4 separate regions of the Zea mays genome follow, and all the other regions are linked to region 2. Evidence: chromatin contacts called from public Hi-C data. All regions are on one chromosome and are shown on one strand. The core of a region is the stretch at or near the end of the contact, and the rest is flanking DNA. Distances in the headings are between cores, read along the strand shown. Region 1 holds the start of LOC103643156 (sodium channel modifier 1). Region 2 holds the start of LOC100191284 (Short-chain dehydrogenase/reductase SDR). Region 3 holds the start of LOC103643151 (tuliposide A-converting enzyme 1, chloroplastic). Region 4 holds the start of LOC103643157 (transcription factor bHLH30).

Evidence for each region. A called contact is a pair of places that touch in the nucleus more often than the background predicts.
Region 1: a contact with region 2 is called in a Hi-C map of root tip, with 3 times the contacts expected there. The contact joins the promoter of LOC103643156 here to the promoter of LOC100191284 in region 2. A contact is called at or near these places in 4 of 25 Hi-C or Micro-C datasets (ear, endosperm, root tip and 1 more).
Region 3: a Hi-C map of root tip shows a contact between it and region 2, with 4 times the contacts expected there. The contact joins the promoter of LOC103643151 here to the promoter of LOC100191284 in region 2. A contact is called at or near these places in 4 of 25 Hi-C or Micro-C datasets (ear, leaf mesophyll, root tip and 1 more).
Region 4: a Hi-C map of ear shows a contact between it and region 2, with 2.1 times the contacts expected there. The contact joins the promoter of LOC103643157 here to the promoter of LOC100191284 in region 2. A contact is called at or near these places in 5 of 25 Hi-C or Micro-C datasets (bundle sheath, ear, endosperm and 2 more).

Annotation. Positions count from the first base shown.
Region 1 is chr1:204,644,392-204,647,091 of Zm-B73-REFERENCE-NAM-5.0, forward strand. It overlaps LOC103643156 (sodium channel modifier 1), which reads right to left and starts at 1,268. Exons shown (of 4, transcript XM_008666310.4): 1 at 863-1,268.
Region 2 is chr1:204,351,515-204,354,214 of Zm-B73-REFERENCE-NAM-5.0, forward strand. LOC100191284 (Short-chain dehydrogenase/reductase SDR) reads left to right here and starts at 1,432. Exons shown (of 5, transcript NM_001136718.2): 1 at 1,432-1,770; 2 at 1,904-2,175; 3 at 2,306-2,399; 4 at 2,511-2,622. The coding sequence starts at 1,626.
Region 3 is chr1:204,073,159-204,075,858 of Zm-B73-REFERENCE-NAM-5.0, forward strand. It overlaps LOC103643151 (tuliposide A-converting enzyme 1, chloroplastic), which reads right to left and starts at 1,338. Exons shown (of 1, transcript XM_008666303.4): 1 at 1-1,338. The coding sequence starts at 1,083. The coding sequence ends at 16.
Region 4 is chr1:204,775,972-204,778,671 of Zm-B73-REFERENCE-NAM-5.0, forward strand. LOC103643157 (transcription factor bHLH30) reads left to right here and starts at 1,337. Exons shown (of 2, transcript XM_008666315.3): 1 at 1,337-1,588; 2 at 1,719-2,561. The coding sequence starts at 1,421. The coding sequence ends at 2,270.

The DNA of each region.
Region 1 (2,700 bases), core at 18-2,517, 290 kb after region 2:
GTTTGGACCGTCCACCGTCATGCTTCTCTGGCCTACGAGTCTCTCTTGCCGCACTCCACAGTCCACAGTCGTTTCCCTTCCACGAGTCCGTAGTTTGGTTTCAGTTTGGCAATAGTTTGACGCCCTGAAGAAAGCCTGAATGAATCAGGAAAAAAAGATCCTGCTACTTAACCTGCTAAGTAGCAGTTCTAGATCAATGGTAGCAGTTTGATGAAGGTTGCAGTTGGGTTGCATTATTTTCATTTCACCACTTAGCTTAAGCTGTCTTTTTGTTTGATGAATCCTGCAATTGTTTGACGCCCTCACTCTGCAAAAGTTTGGTGCTGCAATAGGTTGACGTTGTCACTACTGTCTCAGTTTCAGTTTGGCTCAGTTCCTGTTTCAGTTTCAGTTTAGCTTTAGGGCAACCCAAACCATTGATCTATAATTTTCTGATTAGCCTCAAAAGGTTCAAATTGATACACCAAATCAAAAAAATACATGAGGAGCAGTTTTGCCAAACGATTTGTAAAAGACATCGGCTCCTACGGAAGAGCTACTCCTTTAAAGCAGTCGGAGCCGGAGCCGTTTTTAGAGGAACCGGAGCCCTGGCGAACAGGGCCATAGTCTCTGGCTCATTTATCTTTAACATCTTAAGACGGTACAACGTGTCACTCCAGGCACTATTTGACTTATAGAAGAAAGTTCGGGGAAGATCTGTTTACTAGTGGAAGGACGAAAGTGGGCTTCTGTAGGAAGAAAATAGAAGTTACACGAGCTAATCCTCCCTAATGTACAAATTCACGACATCGTAGGACGTTCATCAGAAATTAACAAGAGGAGTCTAATAAAGGAGGACCCGAGGTATGTGATGCCGGCTTACGGAGAGCATGAGCGGGGTGTCGAGGACGGGGCGGTGGGGGCAGATGAGGCAGGCGAGCTTGCCGTTGTGGAGCTTCTTGAAGGAATCAGGCGTCGAGGGAGACGAGGGCGCCGTGATGGGTAGCAAGAGCTCGTCGAGACGCCGCTTCCGCTGCTGCGCATCACGCGCCCAGCTGTCGCCGCCGAACACGCTCATGCCGACTTCCTCGCCGACGCTGTGGAGTGATGGTGGTGTTTGGCCCGCGTCCTCAGTCTAGATCAGACCGGGATTTGCGCAGCCAACACTACAGCTATTTAAGGTGGAGTTTGGTTGAGTGGTTGTAATGGTAACGTTAATGTAATTAAATAAGAGCGGTATCTATTAGATATCATGGGAATGAAAAAGCGCCAAGTGTTTAGATAAATCTAGTAACGTTTTTTCATTTCCTTTATACTGTTTGGATGGTCCTGGAGGTAATGAAGCCTAACAGCCGCACATAAGCCCAGCGATCGAAGCCAACTTCAGCTGCAGAGGTTCATGTACATGTCTTGCTAAACAGAAATAAAGCTAGCAGCTTTGTGCTAGCACAAATAACATGTTCTAAACAACAACTTTATACTGGTTATTTTCACAAACAGTTGACAGCACAGACAAATTATCAGGAAGGGGGGCGTTGGCCAGCGGGCGCGTTGGAGGCAGGAGCGGTGATCGCGGAGAACGGACGGGGGCGGGAATCACGGAGGCAGGGCTTGTACTTGTGGACTCCTACAATACTTATAGAGTAGTAGAGATAAATTAAAATTATGCATAAATGAGTTTTAAAACTTAGTTATTGGTTTTACATTCACACTTATCTAACTAATAGAAAACACATATTTTCGTGTCGTATTTGTCGGCGTTTCGAGACCGGGGGGTCCCTGAGCCGACGAGTGAGTGTGTCGCGTGCCCCAGCCCAGATGGGTCGAGCGCGTGGGCGAGCGCGAAGGGGGGAAAGCGAGGTGGCCGGAGACGGGCGTGAGAGAGGTGGAAATCCCGCGGCCTTCGTGTTCGTCCCGCGCCCAGGTCGGGTGCGCTTGCAGTAGGGGGTTACAAGCGTCCACGCGGGTGAGGGAAGCGAGCGGCCCCTAAGAGAGCGCCTGTCCCGTCCTCGTTCCCGCGCGGCCAACCTTCTCTAAGAAGGCCCTGGTCCTTCCTTTTATAGCCGTAAGGAGAGGATCCAGATGTACAATGGGGGTGTAGCAGAGTGCTACGTGTCTAGCAGAGGGAGAGCTAGCGCCCTAAGTACATGCCAATGTGGCAGCCGGAGAGATCTTGGCACCCTGCTGGTGTGATGTCGTGGCTGTCGGAGGAGCAACGGAGCCTGGCGGAGGGACAGCTGTCGGAGCGGTTGAGTCCTTGCTGACGTCCCCCTACTTCCGTAAGGGAGCTGAGAGCCGCCGTCGTCACAAGGCTAGCGGGGCGCCATCATTGCCTATCTGGCGGAGCTAGCCAGATGGGACACCGGTCTTGTTCTCTGCGGCCCGAGTCGGCTTGGGGCAGGGTGATGATGGCGCTTCCTGTTGACGTGGCGGGCCTGTGCCCTAGGTCCGGCGACGTGGAGGCTCCTCCAAAGCTGAGGTCGAGTCTATCTTCCATGGCCGAGGCCGAGCCCGAGCCCCTGGGTCGGGCGAGGCGGAGGTTGTTCGGCAGAGGCCAGGGCGGAGTCCGAGCCCTGGGGTCGGGCGGAGCGGAGTTCGCCGTCTTCCGGGGCTTAGCCCGAGTCCGAGCCCTGGGTCGGGCGGAGCGGAGTTCGCCGTCTTCCGGGGCTTAGCCCGAGTCCGAGCCCTGGGTCGGGCGGAGCGGAGTTCGCCGTCTTCCGG
Region 2 (2,700 bases), core at 182-2,681:
ACTATATATCAAGATGGAATACCAACTCATATGCAAACAGCTGGGAGGGCATAGAAGATGGAGGAGCGCAAGAGGAGCACAAGATGGGGGCTGCTAAAACTCCACTAACTGCTTCAGAACCAAAGATCTTCCCCAAAATTTTCCTCTCTCTTTCCAGCAACATGAATTTGAAGTTGTCGTGCTGACCGAGTGCCATCAAACTTCTGGCCATACTTGCCAAACACATTAGTTATATAGCTCAACACGAACAGATTCGTAATAGTTAGAATAATCATTGCATGCATGTAAGCTCACAAAAGAAGTATGAGTGCCTTAAATCTTAGCTTTAGGGTCAAGAGCAAAAGCAAAAGAATACAGCATAGGAATGCTCTTCAAGTACTTTAACTACTTAGCTTTTCATAGAATAAAATGCCCTAGCTAGCTCATACATATGTTTTGAGCCTTTGCAATTTGCTTTTTCTCATTCATTTATTTCTATATTGAACACCTGATTATCCTTCGTGGCCTTCATATCATCAATTTCATGATTGCCAATTTTTCTCAACAACCTTTGATATAAATCTATCTTATATATATAAGATACTAGAGTAAAGTTTAGTCTACTAGTTGTCTCAATTACTAAAAAAAACACATGCATGAAGTTTACGTAATGTATGTACATGAACTTCTTTTGTACAATTTCTTTTGTACTATGTACAGTACGTATGGTAAATCTGTACGATACCATCTTTTTAGGACATATGCAATCACACTCTGTACCCTGTTTTTTGAGAGGTCTCTAAGATGTTAATGGAAAAGAATACAAGATATAATTGATTTTAAAGATGTCCCAATGTATCATACAGTTTCTTATATTAACTATATATCTCTTCTATTTAGAAAACTGATCTAGGGCTCTAGATTTTAAGTGCCCTTAGAGCAACGACTCTCCAAGTACCAGCATCGACGAACACCAAGATGCCTGTCCTCAAAGGCACCCGTGGAAAACTGCTCTCTCGCTGTCCGCTAGATACAGGTGGCGGAGGCGGCGGCATGGATGATACATGCACACCGGCCGAGGTGTCATCGGGAGCTGCAGCACTGTGCTGGACATCTCTGGTGATCGAGCAGGGCAGGCGACTGCAGATTCTCTGTTTCCCTCCTTTGCCCGACGACGCGAAAACGCCAAAAAAAAATTAATTTGAGCAAGCTAGGTGATTCCAGTGCCCGCTCTGTAGCGGCCAGCAGCGGATCCAGGGGCTGCGTATCGTGCGCCTAGTTTCTATTGAGAAAATCGTTGCCATATAGTCATAAATTATCCTTAAACTCTAGTTTTGATTCTAAATCCTTATCATTGTCCTCTTTCGAATCCTGGATCCAGGGAGATCCGATCCACCTCCCCCCTGGCTGCGGGGCTGTTAAAAGCAACGGAGAAACCGAGGGAGAGGGGACAACGGACAACCGCCCTTCTCCATCCGGTCTCCAAGCCAACGACTCGAGTCGTTCAAAACTGGACACAGCAGTGAACCGGAGCTGCTTGCTTGCTGTCTCGCCAAGAAGCAAGAGTAGGAGGAGCAGCTGGTCTCTCGCCAAGTCGCGCCTCTCCCTCCTCTCTTCTCTTTTCTCCCTCGCGTCGCGCGCTCCACATGCTGAGCCTGAGGTCAGTATCCGGCTCCAACTCCTCGAGGGGCATCGCCGCCGTGGTCGGCGTCGGCCCCAGGCTGGGCTCGGCGGTGGCGCGCAAGTTCGCCTCCGAGGGCTACACCATCGCCATCCTCTCGCGCGACCTCGGCACGTCCTCCCTCCCATCCTCTCTCTCTCTTTCGATCGGAGCACAAAGCTGAGTCCTTGCGCCTTGCGCGCGTGGCGTCTCGCAGTGAGTAAGTAAGCAAGTGACACGAGAGGTGCGTGCGCGTGGTTGCAGAGAAGCTGTCGCAGCTGGCGGAGGAGATCGCGCAGGCGGCCAAGGCGCAGGTGTTCGCGCTGCGGGTGGACTGCGCCGACGCCCGGTCCGTGCGCGAGGCCTTCGAGGGCGTGCTCTCCCTCGGCCCCGTCGAGGTGCTCGTCTACAACGCCTGCGAGCCGCCTGCAGCCAACGAGGACGCGCGCCCCGCGCCCTTCCTCGCCGTCACCCCCGACGCCTTCCACCGCGCCCTCGCCGTGTCCGCCGGAGGGGCCTTCCACTGCGCGCAACAGGTACGTGCGGTGCGGACTTCCTCCTCCTCCTTGCACACACAGACACAGCACAGCGCATACATACCGATCTCTCTCTCACTAGTCACTGCGCGTGCCGCCCTGCGCTGCGTTGCATGTCGTCGCATCGCAGGTCATCCCGGGCATGGTGGAGAGGGGCAGGGGCACCATCATCTTCACGGGCTCCTCGGCGTCGGTCACCGGCTTCGCCGGCTACTCCGATCTAAGTAAGTGGGGGGTGGCGCGCGCCTACAGAGCCAACAAACCCTGCCTGCTGCCTTTGTAGCTAGCTAGCTTATAAGCGATTCTTAGCTTGACGCGCATGCATGCGTGTGCAGGCAGCGGCAAGTTTGCCCTGCGGGGGCTGTCCCAGTCGCTGGCCAGGGAGTTCCAGCCGGCCGGCGTGCACATTGCGCATGTGATCATCGACGGCGTCATCGGCGAGAGGAGGTCAGTCGTCAGAACTCGGCTACGTACGTACGTTCATTAGCTAGCTAGTAACCCCATCATCCGATCCGATCGATGCGC
Region 3 (2,700 bases), core at 88-2,587, 280 kb before region 2:
GCTGCCGACAATCTATCAGCTGCCGTTGATGAACGCGGCGAGCGTGGCCATGTGCATGGCGGCCTTGGGCGAGGCGAGGTTGTTGAGGAAGTAGCAGTGGCCCTCGCCGGGCGTCACGTACAGGCGCGCCCGCCCGCGCCACCCGCTGCCCCGGAGCGCGTCCACGTACGCGCGCTGGAACGGCCCGAGCCGGTCCTGCTCCGACACCGTCATCAGCACCCGCGGCGACGGCAGCCGCCGCAGCACCTCCGCCGGCAGCGCCATCGGGTCCACGTACGGGTGGTCCATCCCGTACCTTCCCGCGCAGATGAAGTCCCACGCGCGCGCCGCGCCCCCGCCCACGTACCGCCCCAGGAAGTAGGGGTCCAGCAGCGCCAGCCCCCTGATCCTCTGCTGCTGCCCCGCCGCGCGCATCGCCAGGTTCTGCGCGATGTTGCCGCCGGCGCTGTCGCCGGCGAGGAACAGGCGGGACGCGTCGCCGTGCCTGGACAGCCAGGGGTCCCCGGCCCCGGCCCCGCCGCGCCGCGCGTTCGCGTTCGCGTTCGCGACCACCCACGCCAGCGCCGCCCACGCGTCCTCGTACGCCGCCGGGAGCGGGTGCTCCGGCGCCAGGCGGTAGTTCACCGACACCGCGATGACCCCGGCCTTGGCCGTCAGCGCGTTCAGGTAGCCGTGGTACACGGGGTCGAACGCCGACTCGACCACGAACGCGCCGCCGTGGAAGTACACCAGCACGGGGAGCCTGCCGCCGGCGCCGCCGGCGACGGCTTGGCGGCTAGGCCGGTACAGCCGCACCGCGAGGCCCGTCCCGTGGTCCACGACCACGTCCCTGGAAGCCACCCCGGTGCGCGGGTCCACGGACGCCGGGACGAACGACGTGCCCATGAACCGGTGCACGCGGCCGCTCTTGTACTGGATCAGGAACGGCGTGAAGTCGAACTTCACCTCCGTGTTGGGGTCCGTGGCCGCCTTGCTGCGGAGTGCCGAAGCTTCCGCCGCCGCTCCCCTCGCCGGCTCCCCCGCCGCTCCGAGCAGCGCGAAGAGAGAGCAGAGCGCGGCGACGAGCAGGACAGGGGAAGCCATGGCAGCGATGAATGACGGCGCACTGCTGTGCTGTGATGCCGCCCGGCCGGGGCTCGCTCGCTTATATATATATGCACGGAGAAGCACCGGTTCGGTGAACGATGGGGCCCGGTCGCCACGGCGCGCACTAAAATGTGAGGCCTGGGCACGCCACGGGCTGCCGGTGGTGCGGGACGCGACCGGTGGTGTGCGTGACGATGCCGGCGTGGCCGGCGACGGTTTGTGGTCAATGCGCCGGGCCGGAGCACGCGCTTGGGCGTTCCATTTTAGTGGGGTAGCGATCCGTAACCATCGGACGGTTATTGCTCGAGTGAGTGAGTGCTTGCTTGGAGCTGTCGACCATCCGTTTGTCCTGGAACCCAACTGACTCAGCTCAGCTCAGCTCACGCAGTAACCGGCGCAGAGCTTAACTCCTTCCTGGTCCAAGCAAGGTCATGCGCAACGGCCATGGCGTTTTCCACCACGGAATCGGAACGTACGGCGTCACGGGACGGGACGGGCGATCCGTGGCGTAGGCTTGGCGCCACTGCTGTGCTGTGCTGGTAGTACTCGGTAGGTTGGGTTTTGGAGCGTTCCGGCTCCGCCGTCGCCGTGCGCGTGCGGTGGCGCTGGCGCTGGCCCGTCCTCCGCGCCCGACCCGCCGGTTCCAGATCCAGCATGGCATTTAAGGTGGCTGTGACTGGCCACTGGGGACGGGGCCACGCCTACGCACTTGCTAAATGCTACCTGTAGTAGGTTGGTTTCTTTCTCCTCCCCCGTCGTGCCAGCGTCTGTTGCGTCGCTGCAGGCCATGCCGGCCGTTTCTCTGAGCCGAGCACCCTAGTTATGGCGCTGGCGCCCCCACCCCCCATCAATGGATGCTTGGCGTTTTACTGCTGCTGGAAGCTGCACACGGTCCATCGCAATTCGCAACTGTACTACTGCCATTCACTAGCCGAAAAGCTGAATTGCTGTTCGTTCCATTACTGATTGATTACTCACAGTTTTAACCTGCAGGACTCTCCACCGCCCCACCCCCACCTATAGATGAGCATGCAGCCCGCAGCCCGACAGCCCGGCACGAGGCCCGGTTTTTTGGCCCGGCCCAAGCACGGCACGGCCCGTCTGGTTTCGTGCCCGTGCCGGCCCGGCCCGGTAGACCAGGCCGTGCTTGGGCTGCCGGATGCGCCCGCCGGGCGGCACGGCCCGGCCCGCTAGGAAAAGCAGGCACGGAGCCGGCCCGGTTCCAGGCGAGGGGCATATCCGCCCGCCCCTCCCCACCGCCCGTTCAGTCCCCCAGTCCCTAGTTCCCCACGCCACGCGATTTGCTCCGCAGCCTCCGCCCTCCGCTCGTCCGCTCGCCGCTCCCTCCCCATTCTCCGTCAACGCCGAGCCGTCGCCACTGCCGTTGCCGGATCTCCGTCGTCGACCGACGAGATCTCCTCTCTGCCTCTCTCCAGTCTTCGTCACTCGGTGACGCATCGGCTCTCCATTCCCCAATCTGTAACCCTAATCCCCTTTCCGGCTTTCCCTCACCTCTCCGGTGACGCATCGGCTCTCCACTGCCGGATCTCCGTCACCGGCGACATCTGCACGCTTGTTCTGTGCGGCTCACCCTCTCCGGCTCTCCCTCCCCAA
Region 4 (2,700 bases), core at 87-2,586, 420 kb after region 2:
GAGCCTCACTATAGCCCCTCCTAAGATTTTTAGCTTACATATACAATGTAAGAGAGATTTCTATACTATACTAATTTAGTTTAGTCCCTTCTAAAAAATTTTCTGGCTCCGTCCCTGATTAGGGCAGCTGCAATGATGCACAACCACCTCTCTATAAGGAATCCATGTCGTTATCTATCCTATGTGGCAACAAATTAAATGAAGAAAGAAAGTGCTGTTATATATGAACCTAGAGTAAACCTATATGCAGAAACAGAGTGGGTGCAGAGAGTGTATTATAGAAGGTGTGCTATGTACACTATTGTGCTATAAACCTAGAGTAAACCTATATCCATATGAATTGGGAGGGATATATTGAGGGTGTTTAAATCTCAAATAAGTCAAAATTCTTCAATTTTTTTTCTAATCTCATCCAATCCATATGGGATGAGAATAACCAAAGAGGGCATAAAGCGATCTATATGCTCAAGCAGCTAACAATTGGTTAAATTGGGCTAGAATGGTAGATAGCGGCTAAATTATACTTGGAGCAAATAGCTAGATCTACTAATTATTAGCCATGAGTGTTACTAACAAATGTGTTAATAGTTCATTTACATATTTAAATCAGCTATTCAATCATCTATCAGTAGGCGGATCTGAACAATCATGATGTACTATAAATTTATCTCTTAAATTTGATGAAATAGCTTAATTTCTCGAAATAGTAAATCATTCCACTTGGTATAGCACTCCTACTTCGTATGAAATGGTTCGATTCTCTGGGGGCGGTGATTTTCCAAGTCGGCAAGCAGCATTTTGCCCGCCGACGCTTTTCGCTGACCAGCCGACAAGTTACGTTCCAAGGGGGGACGTGGAAAAGCAGCCCCGGTCCAGCAGGAATTCTGATCCGTCCCTCCCAGTCCCAAAGGCTGCCGCGCCCTGACGCAAAGCGTCGCGGCGATCAGCCACAGGCGCCGTGTCGCTCCCATGTCCCCGCGACACGGCTTCCCTGTCTCGCCTTCGCCTCCTTGCTCTGCGCCTGCTGCCCGCCCCCGAAAACTTCGGCTCTGCGGCCGACGAGGAAAAAGGCGTCGAAACCCTTCCCCTCCCCCTCCGCGCGCCAGGCGCCAAAACAGCCGTCGTCGCGGGGGCGCCGCGCTGACGCCACCCAGCCCACCCCGAACAAAAAGGAAGCGCACCGCGTGTCGGCGCGCGGCCCGAGCGCTGCGCAGTCACTGCGCCAGCCCAGCATGTCGTGGTCGCCCGCCCCCCTGGGGTTTCCCGCCATCGATAGGTGTCCTTTTTGAAAACCCCTGCCCGCGACGCTTCCGCTTCCAGACGACGATCGCCTAGCTCTACGAGCGTTTACGCATTACGCCAGCCCAGCTCGCTTGTCCGTTCAGTTTCTTGGGCGGCAGGTGGGCGAGGAGGTGGAGACATGGTGGCGACGGACGGAGAGGGGGAGCGATCGACGCCGGCGCCGGCGCCGGCGCCAGCGCTGCGGAAGGAGCGGGGCCGGAGCCACAGCGAGGCCGAGCGCAAGCGGCGGCAGCGGATCAACGCCCACCTCGCCACGCTCCGCACCCTCGTCCCCTCCGCATCCCGGGTACGTCAGTATGTGCGTGCGTGCGTTACACACGACTACCACACGAGAGACAAAACGATCGGAGCTGCAGCATGCATGGGATGCGTACGTGTGGTGGCTGACCTGACGACCCGCGCGCTCGATCGTGCAGATGGACAAGGCGGCGTTGCTGGGCGAGGTGGTGCGGTACGTGCGGGAGCTGCGCGAGAAGGCGAGCGACGCGGCGGCGGGGGTCGGCCTCGGCGTCATCCCGGGGGAGGGCGACGAGGTGGGCGTCGAGGAGGAGGACGGCTGCCGGTGGCGGCCAGCAGGTCGCCACCACGGCGCTGGCGGGATAGGGACGGACGCCGACGTCAGCCAGCCGCCGCCGCGGCGCGTCAGGGCGTGGGTGTGCTGCGACGACCGCCCGGGGCTCCTGTCCGACCTGGGCCGCGCCGTCCGGTCGGTCAGCAACGCGTGCCCCGTCCGCGTAGAGATCGCCACCGTCGGCGGGAGGACCCGCAGCGTCCTGGAGCTGGAGGTCTGTGACGACGGCGACGACGGCAGCGCAACTGCCGCGGGGAACGGGAGGGCGGTGGCGCTGTCCACGCTGCGCGCGGCCATGCGCGCCGTGCTGCTCAACCGCGACGAGCATGTTGTCGCCGCCGCCGGGGAAGGATACAAGCGGCCACGCTTCTCCGCGCAGATCGCCAGGGTTCAGTGAACGCCGTGCCGAGCTGCTAGGCCGTGCCAATATGAAGCGAGCGACTCCGTGTCCATGCTGAACTGCTGATGCATTGACCGTATAGCAGCACCGTACGTATGATCTTAAGGATTGTCAGGGTATACTGTTGGCGATAGTGGAATTTAGGGCAAGGTGTGGTGGTGATGCAAGGCTGGAACTGCAGTTGCAGCGCTGCATTGGCCGAAGCCCCGGAACAAAGTTTTGATATTTTGTAAGGGCTATATTTGAGCCTTCCCTACTCTAAAACGACGAATTAGGAGTTTGAATATATATATTACTATATTATGTAGCATTCAGAAAAAGAAAGGGGCCCCGATCGAGGAGTTCTTGGCGATTCAACATTTCATTATTATAGAAGGTCTGGCTCTCCGCACCATGTGATGGGCTATGCTTTTAAAATTTGTTTAAC